2 separate regions of the Zea mays genome follow, and region 2 is linked to region 1. Evidence: chromatin contacts called from public Hi-C data. All regions are on one chromosome and are shown on one strand. Each heading gives the region's core, a stretch centred on a gene start, on an enhancer-like site or on the middle of the called end of the contact. The rest is flanking DNA. Distances are from core to core; before and after follow the strand shown.

Region 1 (6,120 bases), core at 878-3,377:
ATGCAAGGATCGCCAGACACCTTTTCCTGACGCGCGCTCTTCAGTTGACAGAGCCGAAGTGACCGCAGTCACTTCGCCGCTCTACTGACCGACCTGACAAGAAAACAACGCCGCCTGTGTCGCTCCGACTGCTGTGACACTCGACAGAGTGAGGTTGACAGCAGCTAAGTCCAGCCTCGGGCGCCATAGGAAGCTCCGCCTCGCCCGACCCCAGCGCTCGGGCTCAACCTCGACGCTGGACGACGGACTCCGCCTCGCCCGACCCCAAGGCTCGGACTCAGCCTCGGCCTCGGAAGACGGTCTGCCTCGCCCGACCCAGGGCTCGGACTCAGCCTCGGCTCCAGAAGACGACGAACTCCGCCTCGCCCGACCCAGGGCTCGGACTCAGCCTCGGCTCCGGAAGACGACGAACTCCGCCTCGCCCGACCCCAGGGCTCGGACTCAGCCTCGGCTCCGGAAGACGATGGACTCCACCTCGCCCGACCCTAGGGCTCGGACTCAACCTCGACCTCGAAGAAATCGCCACCTCGCCCAAACTCGGGTCCGGACCGGCCATGTCGCCAGGGGGGCCATCATTACCCTGCCCCTAGCTAGCTCAGGCTACGGGGAACAAGACCGGCGTCCCATCTGGCTCGCCCCAGTAAACAAATAATGATGGCGCTCCGCGTGGTCCATGACGACGGCGGCTCTCAGCCCCTTACGGAAGCAAGGAGACGTCAGCAAAGATTCGACAGCCCCGACAGCTGTCCTTCCGCAGGGCTCCAGCTCTCCTCCGACGGCCACGACATCACATGAACAGGGTGCCAAAACCTCTCCGACTGCCACGACGACATGGACTTAGGGCTCTAGCTCCTCTCTGCTAGACACGTTAGCACACTGCTACACCCCCAATTGTACACCTGGACCCTCTCCTTACGCCTATAAAAGGAAGGTCCAGGGCTCTCGTACGAGAAGGTTGGCCGCGCGGGAGAACAGGCCGGCGCATAAGGCTCTCGCTCTCTCTCTCCCACGCGAACGCTTGTAACCCCCTACCGCAAGCGCATCCATCCGCCCTGGGCGCAGAACAACACGAAGGCCACGGTTTCCCCTTACTGTTCTCCCTCTTTGTGTCCCGTCTCGCGCCGACCCATCTGGGCTGGGACACGCAGCGACAATTTACTCATCGGTCCAGGGACCACCCGGGGTCCAGAAGATGATGAAGGGGGCAACCACACGATTTGTGATTTGCTTGCTTCACATTTTAGGCTTGGACCATATATATGCATATATTTGTGGCAGTTGGAGCCCACACAGAAAATTTGGATCAAGATGTTAGCCATTTAAAGGCGAGTCTGTTTATTTTTGCATAGTCATATGCGCGATCTGCTAGTCATAATATCTATATACGTGTCAAAAGCTCGAGAGTGAAGAACAAACACGATGATTTTAAAATTTCGTGTAACATCTCTCATTAAAGACAATTGAAATGAGATCCCTCAATTAAATTTGGAGAAAATAAAAAAAGCATGGGCACTTTTGCCGTAATGGAAGATTAATTTAGAATGTTTACCCACTTTCTATCCAAACTTATCCGGGAACGCTGTAGATGGACAGAGATGGGGTGTAACATTTACACACCGCCTTACTTAGAAACATTTCAAATTTACAAATTTAAGAAGACATTTCTCACAGTTGTGATTATACAGTTATATTTAGGAGGTGTTTGTTTGGGTTATATAATTTGTTGTTCAAAATTTATTAGATTATATAATCTGTTTAGATTATAAACTTAAACAAACACCCCTTTAAGCATAGACCGTTCACTCAACACAATCATTCCCAATTTCTAATTGCACAACATTGCAACACTAAAAAAGTATTTTAGTCATCTATCCGCATCCATTCATGGTGGCATCAATTTCATATATAGTATACTGTACAAAAAAATCGAACTGAAAACCAGCACCGAAATTCACAAGAAAACGGTAAACAAGAAAAGAATTACCAAAACGTCTGAAAATTACCAAAACACCCTTCTCATCAACCTCATCACCTACCTACACTCCCTCTTCCAGAGAATCCAGTGGCCTCGCCTCTCCTATAAAATGGCGGCTGCCGGTGTCATCCTCTCCTCTCCGCTCTGCTCCCTCCGCCGTGCGCTCGAACGAACTCCACACGAAATTATCCGCGTAAAGTTGGGGAGCAGCGAACCCGTAGCGCGCGCCCCGGATCCCTCCACGGGGGGCAATGGCCTCGTCGGCGTTCCTGCCCGAGCTGGGCACGCAGGTGGTGGTGCCCGTCGCGGCCGTGGTAGGCATCGCGTTCGCGGTGCTGCAGTGGGTGCTGGTCTCCAAGGTGAAGCTCTCCCCCGAGCCGCGCCGCGGAGACGGCTCCGCCGGGAAGAGCGGCGCCGGCGCCGGCGCCAGCGAGTACCTCATCGAGGAGGAGGAGGGGCTCAACGAGCACAACGTCGTCGTCAAGTACGCCGAGATCCAGAACGCCATCTCCGAAGGTGAGGCTGTGCGCCCATGCCGCTGTTCGTGTTTTCGGATTTTTGTGGATCCGAGGGCGCTTGATCGTAGATCTTGTGGTTCTGGCTGTTTAGTGGTTGAGAAGCTCGACTGCTTTGCTTCGGTGTTGGGTGGGTGGTCGTTCTGCAGTTTTTATTGTTTTGTTTGCTTGCGGCGGGAACCTAATAAGTTTTACTTACTCGATTATGGCTCATATCAGTTTGCAGTGCAGAGTCCACCAGGCGCGCGAATAGAATTTCAGGCGTTTCTTAATTCTTTAGGCGGTTCAGTTTAAAACTGTGCTCTCGATCAGCTAGTGTTCCTTGTTTGTTAGTTTGTTTTATGGATTAAGGCAATTCAGTCTAAAACTGTGCTCTCGATCAGATGGTGTCCCATGTTTGTTAGTTTGTTGCATGGATTTTTCCTGCCGTGTGCCTGCACAGTCAGATCCAACAATAAACTACGGATGCTCCCGCTTAACACAGCGCATCTTATAGTTTTTAGCTGCGTGTGTCCTTATTGCGGTAACTAAACTGTTTCTCGTCCCTACTAGATTTTTTTGTGAGATATTTGTGGTGGGGCTGGATGTGTTCATATATACAGATCTAATGGCAGTGCTCTGTTCTCAAGAGGTCCCGGTATAAGTCCTTGCTGTGACCATCCTGTGGCCTGTGCTGTGACCATCTTGTGGCCTGTGGGGATAGGATAAGTTACTGCAGGCAGCAGATACGTTGCTTGCTGCACCTGTGGTCCTTGCTTCCCTAGTAGGATAACTCGATAACGAACTTTCCGTGGATTTGCATTATTGTAGCAGGTAGAAAATAGTTTTGTTTTCAACCGCATCCGCTGAACTTGGAAGGAATCGTAGTCGTAGAACAGACGCACATGGACCAGAGATCTTGTGGTCCATTCAACAGTGTCATGTAAGGTAATTATTAGTGCACAGTGCCTGTCTGAAGGTGCCTGCAGAGTTTAAAAGCAGTTTGTCCTCTGTTGGGTGGGTGCTTGCATTATTGGCTGCCTCATGTTGGTAATGATATTGGCTGGATTCTGGCCATGTCTTTGCTCAGGATTTGTTTCTTACAATAGGATTAGCATTATGGTGATTGGTTTATGCTTCCCTTGCAGAGCCATACTATGCTCATTATCCTTACAGGAATCAGCAGAGTAGTCCGTATGAAGATTTTTGTGAACCAGCAGAGTAGTCCATATGAAGATTTTGTGAACCAGCAGAGTAGTCCGTATGAAGATTTTGTATGGCTCTTGTCCCATGATATGCACATTTTATTAGTTACTTTAGTATTGCTACTTTCTGCTTTGCTTCCCTTTCTCATGAGGAGATGAGGATTACAGTCCATCATTTATTTTTAACTTAGGTATTATTCTGCCTATTTTGATGTTGACATGCTTCTTGGGTGACATGTCCAGTTGTGTCGTAGTTAACATCACACCAATAAAAGAGGATAAGTACTGCTTATCATCCTATTGTATTTTTGCTGTTAAGTCAATATCTTCAGTATTTGATAGTTCTGTCATCATTTTTAGGCCTTCCCTTAGTAGCGATTATTGTCCGGTTTTATTGTATAATTGTATTTGCACTTGTGGTTCTAAATAAGCCTTGCTTTGTTTTAAACAGGAGCAACTTCTTTCCTTTTCACTGAATACAAGTATGTGGGACTATTCATGGGCATTTTTGCTGTCCTGATCTTCCTCTTCCTTGGTTCTGTTGAGAGCTTCAGTACCAAGAGTCAGCCATGCCACTACAGCAAGGGCAAGACGTGCAAGCCTGCCCTTGCCAATGCTATCTTCAGCACCATTGCCTTTGTGCTTGGTGCAGTCACCTCTCTTGTTTCTGGTTTCCTTGGAATGAAGATTGCCACATATGCAAATGCCAGGACAACTCTTGAGGCTAGGAAGGGTGTTGGAAAGGCATTCATTACCGCTTTCCGCTCTGGTGCTGTGATGGGCTTCCTGCTTGCTGCTAGTGGCCTTTTTGTTCTTTATATTGCAATCAACTTGTTTGGAATTTATTATGGTGATGACTGGGAGGGCCTTTATGAGGCTATCACTGGTTATGGTCTTGGTGGTTCTTCTATGGCTCTTTTTGGTCGTGTTGGTGGTGGGATTTACACTAAAGCTGCTGATGTTGGTGCTGATCTTGTTGGGAAAGTCGAAAGGAATATCCCTGAAGATGATCCGAGAAACCCAGCTGTAAGTATTCTATTTCTGAAGAGTCACATCTTAAACATGAGTTTATTTAATCCTTTGTGCTGAAGCTCTGTAACATGTTATTGACCACGGTAATGTCGTTTGGATGGATATTTACAGTTTTACACCAACATGTTACATTGAAATCTGACTTCTGCGTCTTGCAGGTCATTGCGGACAATGTTGGTGACAATGTTGGAGATATTGCTGGTATGGGGTCAGATCTCTTTGGCTCTTATGCTGAGTCTTCATGCGCTGCGCTTGTCGTTGCCTCAATCTCTTCATTCGGGATCAATCATGAATTCACCCCTATGTTGTACCCACTCCTCATTAGCTCTGTGGGTATCATAGCTTGCTTGATAACCACTCTTTTTGCAACTGATTTCTTTGAGATCAAGGCTGTAGATGAAATTGAGCCGGCTCTCAAGAAGCAGCTTATAATTTCCACTGCTGTGATGACTGTTGGCATTGCACTTGTCAGTTGGTTAGGGCTTCCATATACATTCACAATCTTCAACTTTGGTGTGCAGAAGACGGTGTATAACTGGTACTGCCATTTCTTCAATTGATTCCCTATATTTTAATAACCTTTTTTTCTTCAATTGATTTCCTATATTTTAGTAACATTTTTTCTTAAATACACCTCACTTTGATCTAAATTTGGTAGGCAATTATTCCTATGCGTGGCAGTTGGTCTGTGGGCAGGACTAGTTATTGGATTTGTTACGGAGTATTACACAAGCAATGCATACAGGTGCATACAATTTTGATCATATTTATTAGTTGCTCTTATTTATATATTGCTTCAAGCATCTGACTACATGAATTTCCTTGTGCAGTCCTGTACAGGATGTTGCTGATTCCTGCAGAACTGGAGCTGCTACGAATGTCATCTTTGGCCTTGCTCTGGGATATAAATCCGTCATTATCCCTATTTTTGCTATTGCTTTTAGTATTTTTCTCAGCTTCAGCCTTGCTGCCATGTACGGTGTTGCTGTGGCTGCTCTTGGAATGCTCAGCACAATCGCTACTGGCCTTGCCATTGATGCCTATGGTCCTATCAGTGACAATGCTGGAGGAATTGCTGAAATGGCTGGCATGAGCCACAGAATCCGTGAGAGAACTGATGCTCTTGATGCTGCTGGAAATACTACTGCTGCCATTGGGAAGGTAAATGTCAATCCCACTGTTAATTACAATATGTTTCTTCAGAATTGGCCACAACACTTTCAGGGCTAATTTGGTAGCCACAAAATCGAAGGGGATTGGAGAGGTTAGAATCCGCTTCTTATTCAAAATTGAGTAAGAAGGGGATTGTAGCCCCTCCAATCCCCTCTGGTTTTATGGTTCCCAAACTAGCCCTCAATGCATTTGTTATTTTCCTTTGTAAAATGTGCATTTGAAGGACTAAATGCTCACTCCC
Region 2 (6,114 bases), core at 2,525-5,024, 580 kb before region 1:
CCTGACTACAAGCAATAAAACAATAGGTACTGAAACAAGTAATATCCAAAGAACTATAAATAGAACAAACACCAGTAGATAATAGAACAAACACCAGTGGATAGATTGCATTTTTAGAAGAAAAAAAATGATACTGGTTTCTAATTTTCTTGGATTTAAAATAAATTACTTATGATTTTCTTAGATTTAACAATATTTCTATTATTTTTTATAAAACATATATATAAGCAAAAACTGCCTTTTAAATCAAACCAATCAGGGCCAAAGTTGTTCTTGCTGGAAGGACAGCCCTTGTCAAATCTGTTTTATCTGCCATTCCGGTTTACCTGTTAATTGCTTTGAATGTTCCCAATTGGGTTATCAAAGCCATTGATAAGGTCCGAAGGGCTTTCCTTTGGAAAGGAAGAAATGAAGTTAATGGAGGTAGTTTCTTGGTGGCTTCGGATAAGGTTACTAGCCTTTGTGCCTTGGAGGCCTGGGTGTCCCGAATCTTCAGTATATGGGTTGGGCTTTCCAGCTTAGATGGCTTTGGTTTCAAAAAACAGACCCCTCTAAACCCTGGAATGGATTGAAGTTTTGTCCAGAAACAAGTCTGTGACTTCTTTGCCAACTCAGTGATGACCTTGGTTGGTAATGGGCAGAACACAATTTTCTGGAATGGTCGATGGCTCAATGGAGGCACCATTGCTGACATGGCTCCAGAAGTGGTTACTCCTAAGGTGGCATGTTCTAGAACAGTTGCTCAATGCCTCCCTAACAGGGGCTAGGCCAGTGACATCAAGCCGGTGCTGTCCATGAATGGTATCCAACAGTATCTTATCCTTTGGGATTTATTGGAGAATGTAATCCTCGCTGAGGAAGATGATCAGCATCTTTGGAGGCATACTTCAAATGGACCTTCTCATCCAAATCTTGTTATTAGGCCTTCTTCTGGGGGTCTATCTCTTTTGAACACTGGAAAAGACTTTGGAGGTCTTGGGCTCCCCAGAAATGCAAGTTCTTTCTTTGGTTAGCAATGAGAAATAAATGTTGGACACTGATAATTTGGAGAAGAGGGGACTGCAGCACCTGGGCAGTTGCCCGCTGTGCGACCAGGAAAGCGAAACGATACAGCATATCCTCACTAGCTGTGTCTTCACCCGGCAATTCTGGTATCATCTCTTTGCTTCTTTTGGGATGTGTCACCTCTCCCCTAGGTCTGATGATGATTCTTTTGAGGAATGGTGGAGGAGGACCAGCAATTGCATAAGGAAAGAAAAGAGAAAAGGGATCAACAGTGTCTATCATTTTGGGTGATTGGTGTCTTTGGCTGCAAAGGAATAGAACTGTTTTTTATGGTGATCTTCCCTCCATCCAGAAGGTGCAGCAGCAGTTCAGTGATAAACTAACTTGTTGGATCATGGCTGGCGCCAAGGGTTTGGGTCAGCTAGGACTACCTAACTTCATGAGAAGTGTTGGGTCGAGTCCTTTTGCTCTTCTGTAATCTTTTTTCTTTTTCTTTTTCTTTGTTTGGGTTTATGTCCCGATTGCATGTCTTTTTTCTCTCTCTAATATAAAGATGTGCAGCTCTCTTTCTCGTTCGAGAGGGCCAAAGTTGTTGCCTTTGATACTCCAATGACCAAGATATCTGGTTTTGAAGTTTGACAACCAAAATCAGACTCAAGCACTATTGCGGTAGTTCGATGACCAAAAATAGTCTTCCTGTTTAAAATATTTCTTTTACAAATTTTTTTTGCAAGTCACCACACTGGAGACTGCCTAGATGTCCTATACAACTTACATTCGGAACCAGAGGAGACTATATAATTGTATACATGGACATAAGTAGCAAGTTGCAAATACTCAGATTATCAATAATTTCTTTTGTGCAAACAAAATGTGACCAGCATCATGCATTGTTGATGAAGAACAAGCTCTGTGTCAGTGTGTGTTGTGTTCATTCGCGTCAGGAGGGGCAACTAAATAAACCCTAATAAGCATTCAGAAAATTGATTAGTGTGGCTTTATTTTTATTTTCATACTTTTTGTTAAATAACATATTGCATTTACTTGCCTTGTAGATTGTTTTTGAAATATGTTCCTAGGTGAACAAAACTTGAATAGGCATATTGCTCAATACAGTAAAATGGAAGCAGATGATAAGCAGAGAGGAATTTTCATTCCAAGCCATTGACAAAATTGTGGGTCTTATACCACTGGTTCAACTCTAGCACAGTATTACTGCCCACTTTCAGAACAATGTTGCAAATTAGCAGCATGTTAAGGACAAAATTTTCAAACCAGATACCAGTGACATTTCCAGGGCAACTTTGATGAACTAGTGGCACAAGACTCGTTAGCTGAAAATATTGCCTTGACTAGGACCCTAAAACGCAATAATCTCAAGCAGAAAACAAACCAAGCACTTATTCAATAAGAAAACAGCATAAAACAGATACCTACTTTGCACCTAAGCAGTCCATAGTACAAATAAATGGTACGTTGTCATCTCCAAGTCCAGCAATGACTGGCTGGCAAAAATATGGCCCGAATCTGAAAGTTTCATGTGTCATGATAAAAGTTAAACAAACATTGCCAATGAAAGTTTCAGTATTTGAAGATAAAAGCTAATTTGCAGCAACTACGGATTAAGAGGCTTGAAATCCAGTCCTTATATCAAACAGAATCTTTGTGCACATGAACATAATTACCTCAGTTACCCAGATAACGATTTAGTTTCCTCTTATGCCTTGAAGAGAAAAATTGCAACATGAAACTCTAATTATAACAAGACTCCATTTTTAAAAAATAGACTACGAACTTGGTTTATGTGGAGCTAATTCTGGATACATCATTGTTCATGGCTAATAGAAAATAGATGATATCTCATAGCTTAACAGTTTATTGTATATAAGTAGTAAATGTACTATATAAAGTGTATCTGAAGTACTCTGTCAGTGGAATGGTCGGTCCAAAAGGCAAAGCATTTCATATAAAGATCTAGTTTCGAAGTTCTGCATCCCCAAATACCATCACACATCACAGTATACGGTATTGATGACTCGCACTAACTTCCTATGACCAAATCCTCCAGCAGCATGAGCATAAGCCAACATAACCAATAAGTTTTGCATTTATTTGCAGAGTCCATGCTCTGGCAGGGCATAAAAAATTAAAACAACTACCCAGAAGGTCTATCCAGTATCCTACACAATTCCACCAAAAGTACGATAGCAAAATTCTCACCTCTTCTCGTAGAGGAGCGCAGAGACAAGGCTGGCAAAGGTCTCGGGCTTCATGTCCCTCTCCTCCCGCAGCTGATACAGCTTGTGCCTGAACACCAACCGCTGGTACCTGCAGAGGGACCCAAAATCCTAAGCTGCCGAAACGAAGGCAACAGCCCGTGTGTAGAGGAGGGGAGAATTCGGCAACTGCGACTCACAGCGTCTGGGCGTCAGTGGCGAGCCCAGAGAGGCCGATGTAAAGCTTGTCGTGGACCTTGAACACCCGCTGGAAGTCCGTCGCGATGGTCTGAAGCTGCACGCCCAGCCGCCGGTCGCTGGCGATCGCGAAACAGTTCTTCCCCACCATCGCCACCACGGCGGACCCATTATACTCGAAGATCTGCGATGGGTAGGGGGGGCGAAACGGTAAGGAATTCGAGATCCGGGGCGAGGGGAGGACGGCACGGGAGCCAGCGGGGAATCGGGGGACTCACCGACATGGCCAAGGCTGCGGCGACGGCGAGGTCGCGGAGGAGGGTTCGGGTGGATGCGTCGGCGACGAGGATCGGAGGGGAACTGGGGAAGTAGCGACTGGCGACGGCGGTGGCCTGGTGGGCTTATCATGGAGGCCGGGTTGGGCTTCTTTGTGCACTAGAAGGTCCACCGATGCCGGCTCGGGAGCCGCGTGAGAATTCTGGGGCCGTAAAAATACTTTTTTGCACTGTACTGTTTGAAGAAAAGTGAAATAACAAGTTTTTGTACACTGTAGTTAGCAGATTACACATATAGCTATGCAAAACAATTGTTTTGCACTACGGAGTAATTTTAAAATAGATGGAGACAAATAAGCGGTTAGTTAGTGATAACCTTATATCGTATTTAAATGTACTAGAGATAATAGTTAGTTAGTTGAAAGTATATAAAGAGTCTATCTAATAGTTCAACTATTAGCTACTTTTAGCAAATTAGCTAATAATTAGCTAGATATTTATTAGCTAGCTAATTTCGCTAGTAACTAGGTATATAGGGATGAAAACGGACGGAAACGGACAGAAAACTCTTCTCCTGTTTCTGCTCCCGCAATTCATCATCGGAAACGGGTTCGGGAGCGGAACAACCACAGACGAAATTCGGTCGAGTTTATACGGGTTTACGGAAACGAACCAAAACGGCTGAATATTAACCGAAAACAGACGGAATTTGCCTCAACGGAAAAAATTGACCGGAAACAAACACTCACAAGGTGTTGTAGCCATAGTCCAAATTCAATAGTCCACTAAACAACGAGAAAATAAGTCCACATTACCACATGATTACATGACCACATAGCCACTGAACAACAGAAAAAATAAGATTTCTTCATAGCCCGCCATCTTCATTCATGAATTGGAAATCACTATACCAACATTGATCCTACATTTTAGAATACACGTGTATAAGTAATTGCAAATGATAGGTAGCAACAAGCAGCCAACCAGCAAGTAATCCTTGTTATTGCGCTGGTGCCTTGAACATAGTAAATATGGTACTCCCTCCGTTTCGTTTTAATTGTCGCTGTATCCAGCGACAACTAAAAAGAAACGGAGGGAGTAGTGTGTAGCATATCTATATTAATGCATAAAAGCTTCAAACAAACCGTAGGCACTCGTCACAAGGCACCAACGTAGCTCGTCAATCAGCAGCATCTCGGCTGCCCCAACCACCCGGTGCCGCCCCCAATTTCACCGTCCGTGCGTCCGCCAAAACGGATGGGTCCTAGGGACCGTCGGTACACAAGCACAACTACACAAGACAGAGGAGCTAGCCAGCTAGGTGCCTAGGTGTGCTGGTCTGCTGGGGTGCTTGCTGGCTTTGTTGCTTGCTGCGCAAATGCAGGCTGTAAGCATGTGCGTACTGGCGTGTGGTGTACCTGAAATCTGGCAATGGACGAGGACGACGACCGGTCAATGGCGTCCTGCTCCTACGTGTCCGAGGCCCAAGCTGGAGGTTGGAGAAGGAAAACTGGAGATGTGTGTCCACTGTGTCCGTGTCGTGCGGCGTCCGACTGCCGAGTCAATTCAGTGGAGCCGTGGTCTGTGGAGGCCTATTGGGCTTGGCCGCTTTGGGCCTGGCGGGAGAGATGGCTGACAGATGACCACTTCGGGTTGTATCCGGGTTAAATCCGGAAATATCCCGACCTAATACGAGATCCCGACAATTCGAACGGAAAATAGTACTTCCCGTTTCCGTCCCGACCCCGCAGACTTCCAACCCGTAACCCATCCCGAACCTGTTTTTTCTGAAAATCTGAAAACGGGCGGGTTAAATGTAGAAAATGGGTCGGGTCGGAACGAGATTTTTTCCGTCCATTTTCATCGCTATAGGTATATGCCCGTGTGTTGCAACAGGTATACTTATGCAGTCATAGGTCATTGTTTAGTGAGGTAATCAACCGGCAGGGTGACACTTGTGTATGTATAGATCATTGTTTAGTGATGTTATCAACCAAACTTCACGTGTCGGGTCGACATGCGAGGGAGGTGACATTGGGAGGCAGGCTCGGGGCGAGGCGCCGGGTGTGTGGGACCGCGAATTGCGTCGGGAGGCAGATTGGAGGGCGTTAGGTGGATGGAGGCCGCGACATGTGGAACGTGGTGCGGTTAGAGCGAGAGGCGGGGAGAGGTGGAGGAGGCCGGGTGCGGACATTTCTGCCAAAGTGGCCTTAGGCGAGTCGTGACTGCGTATGCTACCCGGGCTTGGCCTCGGATGAGTCGTGACTGCGTCTGCTGCCCGGGCTTGACCTCAGATGAGTCGTGACTGCCTGTCCCGCCCGAGCTTGGCCTCAGACGAGTCGTGATTATGTCTCCCGCTCGAGGGTGGCCTCAAGCGAGTCGTGACTGCGTCTCCCGCCAGGCTTGTCCTTGGGTGATTC

What was found. A called contact is a pair of places that touch in the nucleus more often than the background predicts.
Region 2: a contact with region 1 is called in a Hi-C map of ear, with 2.9 times the contacts expected there. The contact joins the promoter of LOC100274112 here to the promoter of LOC100280334 in region 1. A contact is called at or near these places in 4 of 25 Hi-C or Micro-C datasets (bundle sheath, ear, leaf and 1 more).

The regions. Positions count from the first base shown.
Region 1 is chr9:99,507,736-99,513,855 of Zm-B73-REFERENCE-NAM-5.0, reverse strand. LOC100280334 (vacuolar-type H+-pyrophosphatase5) reads left to right here and starts at 2,127. Exons shown (of 8, transcript NM_001153260.1): 1 at 2,127-2,491; 2 at 4,126-4,700; 3 at 4,865-5,244; 4 at 5,365-5,451; 5 at 5,537-5,867. The coding sequence starts at 2,227.
Region 2 is chr9:100,091,662-100,097,775 of Zm-B73-REFERENCE-NAM-5.0, reverse strand. It overlaps LOC100274112, which reads right to left and starts at 3,774. Exons shown (of 7, transcript NM_001148491.1): 1 at 3,698-3,774; 2 at 3,422-3,603; 3 at 3,226-3,333; 4 at 2,443-2,532. The coding sequence starts at 3,703.